Linked DNA regions of Mus musculus: region 2 is linked to region 1. The links are chromatin contacts, called in public HiCAR-type maps. All regions are on one chromosome and are shown on one strand. Each heading gives the region's core, a stretch centred on a gene start, on an enhancer-like site or on the middle of the called end of the contact. The rest is flanking DNA. Distances are from core to core; before and after follow the strand shown. Region 1 holds the start of Armc1 (armadillo repeat containing 1). Region 2 holds the start of Ythdf3 (YTH N6-methyladenosine RNA binding protein 3).

What was found. HiCAR-type assays count read pairs that join an accessible place to other places.
Region 2: a HiCAR-type map of astrocytes shows a contact between it and region 1, with 10 times the contacts expected there. The contact joins the promoter of Ythdf3 here to the promoter of Armc1 in region 1. A contact is called at or near these places in 5 of 39 promoter capture datasets (the 3T3-L1 cell line, liver, neutrophils and 1 more), 1 of 484 Hi-C or Micro-C datasets (muscle stem cells), 6 of 115 datasets of contacts at active chromatin or transcription factors (astrocytes, embryonic forebrain, embryonic limb bud and 3 more) and 2 of 9 other capture datasets (adipose tissue and liver).

The regions. Positions count from the first base shown.
Region 1 is chr3:19,161,646-19,164,345 of GRCm38.p6, forward strand. It overlaps Armc1 (armadillo repeat containing 1), which reads right to left and starts at 1,450. Exons shown (of 7, transcript NM_028840.3): 1 at 1,265-1,450.
Region 2 is chr3:16,181,795-16,184,494 of GRCm38.p6, forward strand. It overlaps Ythdf3 (YTH N6-methyladenosine RNA binding protein 3), which reads left to right and starts at 1,371. Exons shown (of 5, transcript NM_001145919.2): 1 at 1,371-1,726; 2 at 2,128-2,152. The coding sequence starts at 1,703.

The DNA of each region.
Region 1 (2,700 bases), core at 200-2,699:
CTAGCCAGCAACAGTAAATCAGCATCCCCTTTGTCTTAATTTGCTCTTTTACTTCCAAAGCCCGCACCTGGTGTCAATTACAAGACAATTATGAAACAGTTAACATTGATGTCTACTTTAAGAGTTGGGACGGCTAAGTTAAAACTCTCAAGAGACACATTCATTTTCTGAAAAGGGAAACGTCGTGCAAATGACAAAAGCTTTGTTCTCATTTTTCTGTATCTCAGTCTGAGTAGAGGTCACAGTGCATAGGACGTATGCCTTTACTTTTTCTTCTCCTTACTTAGCTCTGGCTGACCTATGTAGTTGAGATGAGCCTGAAACTAGGAGGGATCTGCCTGCCAATAGCTACCAAAGCAGGGATTAAAGGCATACCATCACGACCCAAACTTATTTTCTCTTCCTTGGCTCTATGTTGACAAACAGAACCCTTCGCAAACTTTAAGGACACTGCGATCACCTAAGGGACCTTGCCAAAAGTAAGTTCAAGCTCAGTGGGTGTAAGTGGGTCTGGGAATCTGAGATGTCCAACCAGCTTCCAGATGAGGATGCCAACGGGCAAGAAGTCTTGAAGCACGGAGTTAGAGACACGCGAGACATCAGTGTCTGGGCAGATGTCAGAAAGGTATTCCTTTTCTTATAGCTAAGAATCACCACTTAGTTAATAGAAGTATTTAGCCCTCACGTGCTAAGAGCTGCTGCGGGCACACACTTATCCTAAATCCTTAATGATTAAGCCGGGTTGAAAAGCAACTACCACTATCAAACGCCGAGACCCGATCTGGCTTCTCCTTGCAATTATAACTGTAACTCTTTTGGAATTGAATTACCGTCTCCAAGCCTCAGTTTCTTCAGGTAGCAGTTTTGAGCGGGTAACAGGGTGGGAAAAAAAAAAGGCAAGACAGTAAAATGTCTGGCAAGTACCATGCAAGCACAGAACTAACCCAGTGGGAAACTTCTACTGCAAGCGCTGAGGAGACAGTATCACCAAAGGAGCAGCTAAGTGCACAAATGCCCACCACCTGTGTACACGAGTTTCTCTTGAATGGAGGCCTGCGCGCAGAGGCTCGCAGATTTACAGAAAGAACGCCGCGACATGGACACCCGCTACTCGTAGGGCGGGCTGGCTGGTCAGAAGGAAGAGGAGAGAAGAGCACGTCCGGAGCCGTCCGAGGCAGCCCGCGGGATGCCGGCAGGAGGCGGGCGCAGCGGCCGGCCCGCGCAGCAGCGGCCCCTCGGCCCCACCTCGGCCCCGGCTACGTACCCTCCAGAGCTCCGGGCGTCCGGAGCCTGCCGCAGCATCAGAGCCGCACCCACCACGGCGGACAACGGGCGGCGAAGACCCCGAGCCACGGCCCGACTCAAAGAACCACAGGGCTGAGTCGCTGGCGGCGGAGGAGCTGCAGGCTCCGCGGTGACCCTGTCACCTCTGCTGGCTTTATTATCCCATTGGCTGAAAATGAAGCAACGTGAGGAAGGACACCCAACCAGAGGCGGGATGTTCTCAAACCTAGTAGCTCATTGGTGAGCTAGACCGGACCTATGAGGACCCAGAACACTGAATTGGAACCAAGGGCTCGCCGTCCACGGAGTGCTAAACAAATTTACAGCCATCGTGGCTCCGCGACTACAATTCCCAGGGTTCCCGCGGCAGGAAGGGCTTCTGCTTCTGTGTGCAGACACGCGAACAGAATAGTTTATCTTCAGCAAGTCTTCCAGGTCTGATAAAACAACCTGTAACCCTTCATCCACGTCTGTGCGTCTTTACCCAGAATCTTCGGACGTTTTTTTGTAGTTTTTACTATGAACGTCGACACTGTTTGGCCTCTCTGGATTTCGTTCATTTCTTTTCAGTGCTGCTTTCTAGCAAAGCGAGGGATGCGAAGTGCTTTTGTTGGGTTGGCCTAAGTGATTTGACATTGAAAAGAATTTTGTCTTTTCTCTTGTCAGAGACTTGTGTTAAGAGAGTTCTCCAGTTCATCATGAAGTTTTGTTAATGCTGTTTTCTATTTATCAAAGTAAAGACATACTTGTTTTATCGATACTAGTTACCGAGGAGTTGCTCTAGGTACGTTTTATTTTCCAAAGTATTTCTGAAATTGTTATCCAAGTCTCGCAGGCTAATCTGAAAATAATACATCCATCCACACTCCTTTTTGATCTTCGTTTCTACAATCTTATTCTGACGTGTTGCTCATACATTAAAGTTACAGGGACTTTGTTGTTATTCTTGTTACAAGGAATTTGAAAGGGCTTTAATTTGGAAAGGATGTGGAAGACACCACACCGGACTGTATTCTACGCTATTATCTCCAATATTTTGTAAGTGAATTTATAAACCAGACCGCCACGGCGGAATCTGAGCACTAAGTAGGTAAAGGCTGAAGGCAGACCATTTCAAGTTCAAGCCCAGTTTAGGCTAACTAAAGCTTCACAGAAACCTTGACTTAAAAAGAAAAAAAAAGAAGAAGAAGAAGAAGAACAAAAGAGTCCATCTCTTGAGTTTCTTAATGTTCCCGTGCTCTTGGTTATCTTATTATTAAAACCCAAAATGAAAACAAGTCCAAAGTAAAGCTTGGTAGAAAACAAGAACAAGACTCTAAATAACCATCTCACCTACAGGCAAAAGCCAGTCTGTGTGCTTTATTCACAAAGCCAAGACAGGGATTAGTGGTAAGAGAACATTGAGCCTAAATTAAA
Region 2 (2,700 bases), core at 121-2,620, 3.0 Mb before region 1:
AGCCAGGCAGTGGTGGCGCATACCTTTAATCCCAGCACTCGGAGGCTGAGGCAGGCTGATTTCTGAGTTCGAGGACAGCCTCGGCTACAGAATGAGGTTTTAAAAAATTTTTAATTTTTGAAACGTAGCCTTGGCTGTCCTGGAACTCATATAGATCAGGCTAGCCTCAAACTCACAGAGATCCACCCTCAAGTGCTGAGTTTAAAGGTATGTGCTCCCTCACCCAGCCTTCAATTTTTGTAGCAGCAGTTATCACACAAGATACTGTGACTATTTAATCAATTATATTGCCTGACATTTCAGGAGTACTCACTGAGTTACAGTTTTGATGCGGGGACTCACTCAGTGAAGAAACAAGAAGTGGCTGATTATGTATGTCAGGCCTTAGTTTACTCATGACGCCAAGGTTTAGGTTAAGAGACTTCTCCAAGGTTATAAACTAATCATTGCTAGGTAAGAATTCAAACTGAGATTCGTGGAATTCCAAAGCCATGCTTCTCAGATAGGAGTAAAGTCAAGGCCTGCAAGCCTTTTCTATTAGTTTTCGCTATGCACTTTCAACTTTCCAGCCTCAATTCCTCTTCCGACAAACTCCTTGAAAACCAAAAATGTTTTTGGGAGTGGGAGCTAGGTAGAGCAATGTAGAATAAGGGGGACCTTGGGAAATGGACTGATTTGCAGCTCAGGGTCCGAACAGAAGGAACACAAGAGAAAGGGATTTGGGTTGACCACACCTAAAATTGCCTTTTGAGGATTTGCATGAGAAGCAATCTTGACACAGTGATTCTAAAATATTGTGGTACTACATATAGAAAACTGTGATTTTCCTAATTTCCTGCTTCATAGGTTAGCACTTAAACTGGGAGGTTTTAAAAGGATTTGGCTAGTTAGGAATGCACACTACACCACACCTGTAAAGAAATCTTACTTGGGAAGGAAATTCAATAAAAATGCCAAAATTATAATTGGACTGACTTTCTTTGTTTTTGCCAACAGGTAAGAAAGTAACATTACCAGTTTCTAGGGACATTTTAACATTTTCTTTTTTTCGGGAGGGGCAGCAGTCTTGCAACTGTTTCTCTTTCCGAAGGCTATTTTATTCAATAAAAACCAACCCCATCCCAGTAGAGAGTTAGAAAGCATTCATTGAGAGCGTGCTCCCGCACCCCGCACGCACGCACGCACGCCCGGTGGTGGCTGAGCGGACAGGCGCTGCTGGACCGCTTCTGTAGCCTCCAGGCTAACAACGCCCGAGCCCAACGCTCACGGTACCGCGCATGCGTCTAAAGTACAGCTGCGCCTCCGGGTCTCTGCCCCCCTCCCCTCTCCGATGACGTGCACGGCGGGGGCGGAGCCCGAGGCCGTGGCGGGAGTGGGGGAGGAACTGCGAGGTGTGCGTGGACGTCAGACTGGATAGCGGAAGGTCAGGACGGCCCGGAGCGGAAGTGGGGCTGAGGCGCCTGTCCGCCATTGTGGGCCCGAGGATCGGAGGACGAGCGGGGACGAGCAGTGTGCAGGCGGCGAGCTCGGGCCCCTTCCGCGACTCCCGAGCGTGAGCCCTCTCCCTGGAGCCTGCGAGAGCGGCGGCGGCGGAGGCCGGAGCAGAGCTTCGCGAGGGCGGTAGTCGACTGCTGTGAGTGCTCTCGGCGAGGCCCAGGCAGCGGCGGCGGCGGCGGCGGTTCCTCTCGGGTTACGGTGAAGAATGTCAGCCACTAGCGTGGATCAGGTGAGGGAGCAGGGCCCCGGCTCGGCGAAGGCCGGAGCTGCAGAGCTCCACCCTCGCGTGCGGCGCGGCTCCTCTAGCCGCCGCTAGCTCCGTAACGGCGCCGCGGGTCCCGGTTGTCGGGGCTGCTGCCCAGGCCGGCCTGAGCGCGGGCGGCTGAGTCTGCGGCCGGCGCCCGTGACCACAGGCCCGGAGGTCCCGGCGGCCGCCGCGGGGCCCGGAGCTGGCGGGTGCCGGAGGCGAGGCGGAGAGGCGGCGGGAGGCGGCCGGGCGGAGAGGTTGCGGAGGATCTGGTGGGGTTCACACCTACGCGGATTGTTCTGAAGAACTTGTTTGCAGTGGCTCTGTTTAACGCACTTTTCTTCCCCCTCCCCCTCTTTACCACCTCTGTCGTCTTGCTTCAGAGACCTAAAGGGCAAGGAAATAAAGGTGAGTTTGTTTGTTTGTTTTCCCCTTAGGTGTTCCCTTGATGTGATTTTTTTTTAAAAAAAACTGTAAGCGGTTTCTTTCTTGTTTTTGCACTTCTTTCTAAATATAAAGGATAGAAAAACATCCAACGCAGCTAACAGACAACATTTACTTAGCTCCTGGGTTTGTAGAAACCGAAGTACTAAGAAGAAACAGCTGTCTTGGTTGTATTTCAATGAACGTAATGTTATTTCTTCAGTTTACCATTTATGTTTGTTACATAACTTAGGTCATACTTTTTTCTACATTTGTGTATAGTTGGATAAGTTTTTAAAGTGAACAGCATTCTGTTTGAAATTTCGGGATTACATTTAAACTTGGCAAATCACATGGCGTTCTATGCCACATTGGGTGAAAATCATGCCCCAATCACTGAATAGAATCAGTGAAGTTGCTTGCAAGGAGACAACACCACTATAGAACTCCTAACAAGTATGTAATCTTACAGCAGCGCTCTGATTGGAAGGCGTGTCTCGATCTGGTTTCTTACAAAAGCCCGAGAAGGAAAT